3 separate regions of the Mus musculus genome follow, and all the other regions are linked to region 1. The links are chromatin contacts, called in public HiChIP or PLAC-seq maps. All regions are on one chromosome and are shown on one strand. The core of a region is the stretch at or near the end of the contact, and the rest is flanking DNA. Distances in the headings are between cores, read along the strand shown.

The links. HiChIP or PLAC-seq counts read pairs in DNA pulled down with a chosen protein or histone mark.
Region 2: a contact with region 1 is called in an H3K4me3 HiChIP or PLAC-seq map of embryonic stem cells, with 38 read pairs. The contact joins the enhancer-like site here to the promoter of Ovol2 in region 1. A contact is called at or near these places in 3 of 484 Hi-C or Micro-C datasets (the HPC-7 cell line, embryonic stem cells and nephron progenitors), 3 of 115 datasets of contacts at active chromatin or transcription factors (all in embryonic stem cells) and 3 of 9 other capture datasets (adipose tissue, liver and pancreatic islet).
Region 3: an H3K4me3 HiChIP or PLAC-seq map of intestinal villus epithelium shows a contact between it and region 1, with 8 read pairs. The contact joins the enhancer-like site here to the promoter of Ovol2 in region 1. A contact is called at or near these places in 1 of 15 datasets of contacts at CTCF or cohesin (embryonic stem cells), 6 of 484 Hi-C or Micro-C datasets (brain, embryonic stem cells, nephron progenitors and 2 more), 5 of 115 datasets of contacts at active chromatin or transcription factors (embryonic stem cells and intestinal villus epithelium) and 2 of 9 other capture datasets (adipose tissue and pancreatic islet).

What each region holds. Positions count from the first base shown.
Region 1 is chr2:144,330,819-144,333,590 of GRCm38.p6, reverse strand. It overlaps Ovol2 (ovo like zinc finger 2), which reads left to right and starts at 1,511. Exons shown (of 4, transcript NM_026924.3): 1 at 1,511-1,830; 2 at 2,470-2,687. The coding sequence starts at 1,731.
Region 2 is chr2:144,398,124-144,400,920 of GRCm38.p6, reverse strand. It overlaps Kat14 (lysine acetyltransferase 14), which reads right to left. Exons shown (of 11, transcript NM_181417.3): 8 at 99-235. Among named protein-coding and RNA genes, the nearest start is that of Gm46768, 21 kb to the left of the region's middle. Within about 2 kb of position 1,355, at least 12 of the 459 cell types and tissues checked have an H3K27ac peak or open chromatin away from gene starts, as enhancers often do. A contact at or near this core is called in embryonic stem cells, where this site is marked.
Region 3 is chr2:144,428,337-144,431,036 of GRCm38.p6, reverse strand. No RefSeq gene overlaps it. Among named protein-coding and RNA genes, the nearest start is that of Gm46768, 9.4 kb to the right of the region's middle. Within about 2 kb of position 1,271, at least 21 of the 459 cell types and tissues checked have an H3K27ac peak or open chromatin away from gene starts, as enhancers often do. A contact at or near this core is called in adipose tissue, intestinal villus epithelium and trophoblast stem cells, where this site is marked.

The DNA of each region.
Region 1 (2,772 bases), core at 262-2,761:
GACATCTCTTCCTCCTCCAGTTCACCAGGATCAAAGTCCTTTACGATCTTAGACGACTTGTCTTGGAGGAAACCCATAATTCAGAGTTGATTCCCCGATGGGATGGGGTCAATCCTTGAGGGCGGATCGATAATCATGGTGCGTGCGCCTTCTCCCTTCCACAACCTCGCCAGAGCTGCGCCCCCTCTCTGTGTGCCCTGAAAATACGCCAGCCAAGCCCAGAAATCCGTTACCAGGCTGCTGTATCCCTAAAGGCCATTCCAAGGCGGAAGAAGGCAGGGACAGCCTCTGTGTGGATTCCCCGGGTCGCTGTGGCCAGGAGCGCCTCTAGTCCTGTTATAGGCAGGTGAGACTGGCGCTTCTCTGAACCGCAGACACCTGAGCACCCCTGGCCAGACGCGCCCAGACAACCTCCAGCAGTGAGCACTCGCCTGCTCACCCAGCGAAGCCGGGTTCCTACAACGATAGCTGGGCGGGTTGTTGAGCAACAAAGCTGTGGTATAGGGGCATCAGCGTACCCAAAGCGAGCAGGCCGCCCCTTGAGACTTAGTATCTTTTATCAGATCCCCCCCCCCCCACACACACACACTTCCCTCCAGGAATAAAGGTAAATAGGAAACAAATAAAAACAAAAAGCTCAAAGCTCTTCTGCGGTCTTCGCAGGCGGAGGAGGGGAGAGGTTGTATCAATTTTCAATCCCGGGCTTCCTGGATGAGTATTTTCCTGCCTCCGAATTTAAGGGTCCAGTTGTTAGGGGAGGCAATAACGGGAAAGGTAAAAGACAAGACATTCGCTTTAAATCTGCGTTCACATGAGATGCAATTAGCTTTTGTCTTGAGTCAAGGGACTCCTAGACTGTAAGGTTTCGGGGTGAAAGCTGCTTTGGTAGAACAAGCCCTATTTTCTTAGATTGAGTGGCACAGATCAGTAAAGTGACGTGCTCCAAAGATGTGGTGTTTTTAGGCTTTATTGAGGGGTGTTCTAGATGAAGGAAGCCTTAAGTTCTCAACCCCCCCTCCCTTTACCTGACAAGGATACTGCGGACCCTCCCCCCATCCGACCACCGAGATTCCAGAAAGCCTAGAACAGCCCCACAAGGTTCACAGTTAATATCTGGCTTGCTTGATGGAGACAAATCAACTTCGGAGGTGGGGGCCAACTCGTGGGAGACCCCAGCTCCCAGTCGGGCTGCATGGGGCAGAGAACCTGTGGCTTGTTTTAAAGACTTTATCCTATAAAGTGCATGTGATAGGGGTATGAAGCAGAGGGTTGATTTGAAAAATGTTCTTCCTTTTTTAAAAAGAGGAGGGGGGAAGAATCAGACGTTAAATTCTTTTGCAAACATTCATGCCTAAGGAAGGGCTGGATCAGGCAGCCCCGGCCGCCGGAACCGGTCGGACAGGTAGCGAGCTTGTTGACACCGTTATGTTGCAGGGCGCATGCTCACTCCCAAGTTTCCTGGTGCCTTTTCTATTCCACCTTATGAAACTTTTTCCCCGGCGTGGTCTCACGCGCGATTTAAGGCATAGGTGTCGCCGAGCCCGGAGGCTGCGAGTAACCTGGAGTGAGGGGGAGAGTACCGAGCAACGCGGCGGGGGGTGCAGGAAGAGGGCAGGCTAGGCGGGAAGGTGGGCTCCGGACTCCAGGAGCGGGGGGACCCAGGCGCCACCGCCGCCACTAGCGGGGAGCAGCGGGAGGAGGGGGCCGCAGTCGGAAGAGAGGATCCCACCATGCCCAAAGTCTTTTTGGTGAAGAGGAGGAGCCCGGGAGTCTCTGTCCGCAGCTGGGATGAGCTCCCGGATGACAAAAGGGCAGACACTTACATCCCAGGTGAGGAGCGCGGGGGCCGGGCCTGGGCGCGGGGCTCCCGGGTGGGGGCAGGGTGACTGCGGCCCTCCTGCTCGGGATCAGGGCTGCGGTTCCCACCCCTACTCCGTCTCGGTCGGGGTCACAGCGGTGTTGGGAGAGGGGAGCCAGGATCTAGGCTGGGAAACCTGGGACCCCCGGTGCTCTCTCCCTAGACAGGGCTAAATTGCCTGGCGGCAGGACCGTTGGTTGCAGCGCGGGCCAAAGTGGCCTGGAAGTGGGTGGAAGGCACTCGGGGTTCCCTTGCCCCCTACGTCCTCTAAACCGCTCGTGAAGGTCCGCTAACCCCTCGGGAGCGAGGCAAGACGAGGGCACACCCGCCTCCACGGGCGCGAGAGGAAACTTGGCGCGCGGGTTTCTCCGCGGCGCTTGGACCCTGGTGCTTCGTGGGTTGGCCTGAGAACCCGTCTCCCGACACCCTAAGTTAGTTCGAGGGGCGGATGGCTAGGGTAGACTCGTCTACCCTCGGGACGTCGCCCACTTGGCGAGGTGCCCAGGTCCGGGGCGGGGCGGCGGCACCGCCCGCAGGTCAAACTGCCGTGGGCGCCCGGGCGTGACGCCGCGTGTGGTTGAGTGTCGGGGTGCGGCCCCCTCCCTCCGCAGTGAGCCTGGGCTGTCTGCTCCGCGACCCGCCCGAAGACTGCCGCAGCGACGGCGGCAGTAGCAGCGGCTGCAGCAGCAGCGCCGGGGAGCCCGGAGGGGCCGAAAGCAGCTCGTCCCCGCGCGCGCCGGAGCCTGAAACTCCAGAGCTTCACGACGCCCAAGGCACCGATGGACATCTGGCAGCGATGCAGCGCCCGGTTGCCAGGTCAAAAATCAAGGTAGGGTGTCGACTCTGCCCCCGCCGCCACCTGCACCACGCCCTGGCGTCCGGCTCGGGAGCCCCGGCGCCCCTCCCTGCCGCGC
Region 2 (2,797 bases), core at 106-2,605, 67 kb before region 1:
CTTTCCTGAACCTGCTCCAAGTCAGGCTATATTTACCCTTGAAGGATGAATATAGAAACCAACATCATTCCCCGTGACACCCTTGACATCATGGTTACCTGATATAAGGTTTCAAGATCCGAGAAGTATAAGGGCTGATAATACTTTGGTCCACAGCCAGATCTTCTGATCCCACCAAACGATACAAAAATCTCGTGGTCTGGTGCCGGAATCCTTTCCTGGCTGGTAAGGCAGTCTGTGAGAAGAAAACGGTTTATATAAAAATAAAAAACTATCCAAGAATGGTTGTCTTTTACATCTAATGATCTTTCTGAGTGTCAGGAGTAGGTCTTTTTGGATCACCTAATTGGAAAGGTAAAGTTTTGACAGGTCTGGGGAAAAAAAAGGCTAACATACGTGGGCTATTTACTATTTATTATGCAACCTTATGTTGTTATATTATGGTTAACAACCAACAGGCCCAATGCCCCACCCCCTTGACTGTGTACTCTTTTTTTTTTTTTTTTTTAAAGCTTTTATTATAATATTCTTATTCTGGGACCATTAAGGAATGCCAATCTGGTTTTTTTGTTTGTTTGTTTGGCTGGTTGGTTTTTGTTTTTGGTTTTTTGAGACAGGGTTTCTCTGTAAAGCCCTGGCTGTCCTAGAACTCACTCTGTAGACCGGGCTGGTCTCGAACTCAGAAATCCGCCTGTCTCTGCCTCCCAAGGGCTGGGACTAAAGGTGTGCACCACCATGCCCGGCGACTGTGTACTCTTTACAGCAAGTAAACATGGCAAACACTGGAGTGATATTGATTACTAGCCCTAGACTTGTCAGCACAGGAAGGAGGCACCACCCAGCAGAGACGAGGCATAGATGTGGCCTTAGCTGGGCAGGAGTTGGGACAGAACTCCTGGGTTTCACATGCTTGGTTTGGAAGCTCCAGAGAGGAACTGGCCACAATGCTCGTGTGCTGCTCTCTTCTGAGGACTGCTAACTGAGGCCCTAGGTCATGTAGCAACAGAACACCGCAATTATGGCTGTAACAGCAAAGAACTCCAACAAAGATGAAAAGACCTTCACAAAGGGAGTGTCAAGGTGAAGCTTAGAAACCGAGTTGTCTTTTAGAGTCAGTTTGCTCTTAGCCTGGAAAATAACTTGTTGAAAAGAGCAAGGTTTCTTCCTTTGTAATTTGTTTCCAGAATTCTCTAGCCTGGACACCAAACTCCTCAAAAGCCAGCTTTGAAATTCTTCCAAGGCTTCAAGTGAATTTCAAAGCAATCTTCAAAGCTGCGCAAGCAGTTTCCAAACACAGCCACTAGCAACACCCCCCACCCTTGCAGGTATAATGGCTGTAAAGAACTTTGACCAATCAGAGTGGCAGAAGCAATGCCTGGCGCTTCAAGCCCAAGTTTTCCACCCCATGCACAATGCACATGTAGCTTCCAGGTGGCTCCAACTAGGCCAGTGGATGACCACAGGCCCCATGAAACCAAGACCCCAAAGACTCACAAAGTAAAAGAGCCACTCTGCTGAGGCCAGGCAGAGGCAGAAGTTCAAGACATATTTAGTACTCATTACATCAAGTCACCAAGTTTGGGGGTGGCTTTCAATGCCATGCCAGATAATTTGTAGCTCCATCAGTCCACAGAACAATTTCTCCCCCTTAACAGTCTCATGTGAGTCCTGTAGAATCTCATGGATGTGACAAAGTTCCGCTAACCTCTGCAACTTCTACTCTTCTCCAAAACACGGTCCACCAAGCCTGGACCACCATCACTGCCTCCTCTTGGCCCATTCTTGTCCCACACCATCCAGTCTCCACATAGAGGCCACAACACTTCTTTTAAAAATAAACTAACTAGGCATAGTGGCAACACACCTTTAATCCCAGCACTTGGGAGGCAAAGACATGCAGATCTCTGTGAGTTCAGAGCCAGCTTGGTCTACAAAGTAAGATTTAGTCCAGTCAGGGCTACACAGTAAGACTCTATTTAAAAAGCAAGCATCAACTCATGCCCCCTGGTTCACAATTCCTATATGGTTTCCCACTGTATGTACAGAGTACATTTCAAAGTCCTCAACTGTGCCTTACAGGGAACTTGCAAGACCTGACTCTGTCACACTCTGGCCTCTCCTCCTAGAACCACACTCCTGTGTCGTCAGGATGTTCCCATCACAGCTACCAGTCTTTCTCATGCCTCAGGGCCTGGGTCTGGCCTTCCATCCAGTTTTCTTCCTCCTGGCATTTCCTTGTCAGCACTTCTTGCAAGGTTACCTCCCTCAGAGGCTGGTTTTAATTCCCAGGAACACAGCAGTCCTTCTGTGACACACATACACACACACACACACACACACACACACACACACGCCCTCAGTAAGTGCATCTTAGCTTAGTGAGCTAACCCTGTCACTTCCCTGTTTGAGAATGTCAGCTGCAGAGGACAGAAACCTACCTAGCATTGGCATCCCAGTTAGAATAGTGCCTGGCTCGTACTACTCAATTTACCAAATCGCAGAGTGGTGGAGAAAAAACAGCTTCAAAGTCAAGTGACATGTGACAGCGTTAAGTGTGCTTCTTTACTAATGCAGGCTGAGGAAAAGCCTAGAAGGAAAAGCTGGCTAGAACTAGCAATGCAATGAGAACAGAGCAGGCTCTGCACCAGAGGGGCTAGAAAGGCCTCATTACACCTCTCTCAGGGGCTGCTCTGAGTGTCTGTTGGACTCTTCCTGAGACAGGAAAGGCACCACTGTGGTGAACTGAGTGTTCCATATCCCAGGAATATACACTGGAGGTATAAAACAGTAGCATGGG
Region 3 (2,700 bases), core at 22-2,521, 98 kb before region 1:
TTTGGTGCAGACACACGGTATTACTCAACCCCTCAAAGAACGCAATTCTGACATAAAGAACATGGATGAACCCCGAGAGGAAGAGGATGGTATACCAAGTGAATCAAGGGCAACTCTAAATTGTGTTTAGAATGCAAATGGTGCCCTATGGGCTCGTGAGGTTAAGCTTTCAGTCCCAGATGCTGGTGCTGATTTGGAAGGCTGTGGAAGGCTTAGGCGGTGAGGCACAGCTGGGGGGCTCTGGGCACAGAACCGGAGGACCAGAAGCCTGTCCCCTCTTCTTGTCCTTTCTGTTTCCTGATTACAGGACTATCGTGACCAGGTGCCTCCTTTCTTCCCCGCCGTGGACCTTGCCTTCACAAACTTTCAGCCAGAATAAACCATTCTTTGTTTAAAGGTGGCTCTGCCATGTGTTCTGTCCCAGCAGGGAGAAAAGTAGTGATTCCAACAGGGGACCTCACTTGGCCACAACTAAACAGTAGAGTGGTAGTGTCCGGGGCCACGGTGGGAGGAGGGCTCAGAAAAGTACTGTTTAAGAGAGAAATTCACTTTGGGGTGAGGAGAGGTATTGAGTTAGGTAGTGCTGACGGCTGCGCCATACTGTGAACGAAACTAAACCATCCACGGAAAAATTATTTAAGAGGCAAACTGTATGTCATGCTCATCTCAGTGCAACAATAGAAAGAATATTATTATAAACTCAGAAAACAAAGAGAATAGTGAGCCATCCACAGCATAAGTTACCAAGTGTGTGTGTGTGCAGATGGGTATTTGAAAGGCCCAGGATGCTGCCAAAGGATATTTGAATAGTGTTAAGTAGGTTTCTGGGACGGTAGAGTCTTAGACGTTTGATAAACACATCAGACTTAAAAAATAGATTTGAGCCATTCTGTGGTAGTGTTTTGAGCAGTCATAAATCATGAAAATCCCTTTATTATATCAGAATTTAACACCTTCCAACCATACAATACAATATACTCACTTATGTATATGCATAAATTTGGCACACATACTTGTGCGGACACGCACACACCATCAGTAGTGCCAACACTCACTACCCGTTGGCAATTCTGGGTAGTTGGGAAAGGGCATCCACCCCTCTGAGTGCATTAAACCGCAGCTGCATGAGGCTCAGGAAGCAGAGAAGAGGAGAGTCTCTACCGGCACCTGCCTCTCTCGGGGAACTTCTTGCAGTGGGTGACAGGCACAACTGCTCATGTGGCTTTAGCCACATATCCCCATTAGAACAGTGTGACTGTTTTATAGACCAACAACACACAGCAGTCTGAGTGTGGTGATGGTGGCTGTAAATCCCAGCACTTGAGAGGCAGAGGACAGAGGATCGTAAATTCAGAACCAGCATGGGCTACATAGTAAGACACTGTCTTTAAAAACTATAAAATAAACAACAAGAAACATAATACAAGTTTATTTAATGCAGTTTTAGTAAACAGTTTTCTCTGAAACTCACACTCAAGTTAGATGTAGGCAAAATCTGTTCTTTTCAGTTGGTTTATGGATGTTGGACAGATAAATCCCTTGCTAACTATTGGTTGCAATTTCATAATCACAGTGATATGCAAAGCCTTCTGGGCTCCTGAACTTTGGTCCTGTCTCAGAAGACTCAGAAGAGATTACACAGCAAGGAGAAGTCTGCTTTTTCTCTACTTCCTGCTCACCAGCTGGGCCCTAGTAACAAATGAATGGGGCTTCTCTGGGTCAGCTCCCCAGCGTCCATCCAAGGTCAGGCCAAAGGCAGCTGTATAGTCAACGCAGCATGTGGACGTAGGTGTCTGATGGGTAAGAACGAGGACCAAGAGTTCTGATCTGTGTGTGTGTGTGTGTGTGTGTGTGTGTGCGTGCGCGCGCGTGCACATGTTCAGACAGACACACAGACAGACACACACAGAAATAAGCACAACCCTGGAGCTTTCAAGGCAGCCATTCTAGTTAATCTATGAGCTCCAGGTTCAAAGGCAGAATTTGTCTCACAAGACAAGTTAGTGATAACGGGAGATACCTGGCCTCAACCTATGATCTGCACATCTGCTCATATACATAAACATGCATATAGACGCACCACAAGCGGAACAGGGGAAGTAATGATTCCGAGAAGCATAATTCACGTGCACTAGGCTCTGCACTGCCTCCGTTTTCAGTGTTAGGGTGGCACCCAGCCTCACCCTGGCTAAGCAAGCACTCTGCCACCTAGCTTCAGCCACAGCCCTGCACTGGTTTGTTGTTTAGAACAAGGCGTTGTATACACTGAACCCCAGAAGTGTGATAGTTTGTAATCCGAAGAGATAAGACTATATGTACAAACCTGGAAAACTAAAAGACCAGGTAATACTGAGTCAGCAAGGGTGTCATGCTTTTGTTCCTTCTTCATAAACATGGAGGGGTTCACGCGCGCACGCGCGCGCGCGCACACACACACACACACACACACACACACAAGCACCCTGCAAAACTGGGGACAAAGGAGATCTAGTCATGCAGCTCAGACTTTGGGAAGAACAGGAAAGTATAAACAAACTTTCTCCCCATCTCTGCTGTTCCTGACTGAGTTACCTTCGATCTCCCACTGCTCTCTGACTATTGACCACATGGCTAGTATGTGGTGAGTCGTCTATTACCCTGCAAGCATCTAATCCCGGGGAGAACGGTATAAGGCTAGATCTTCCCTTTGTTCTCCCACAA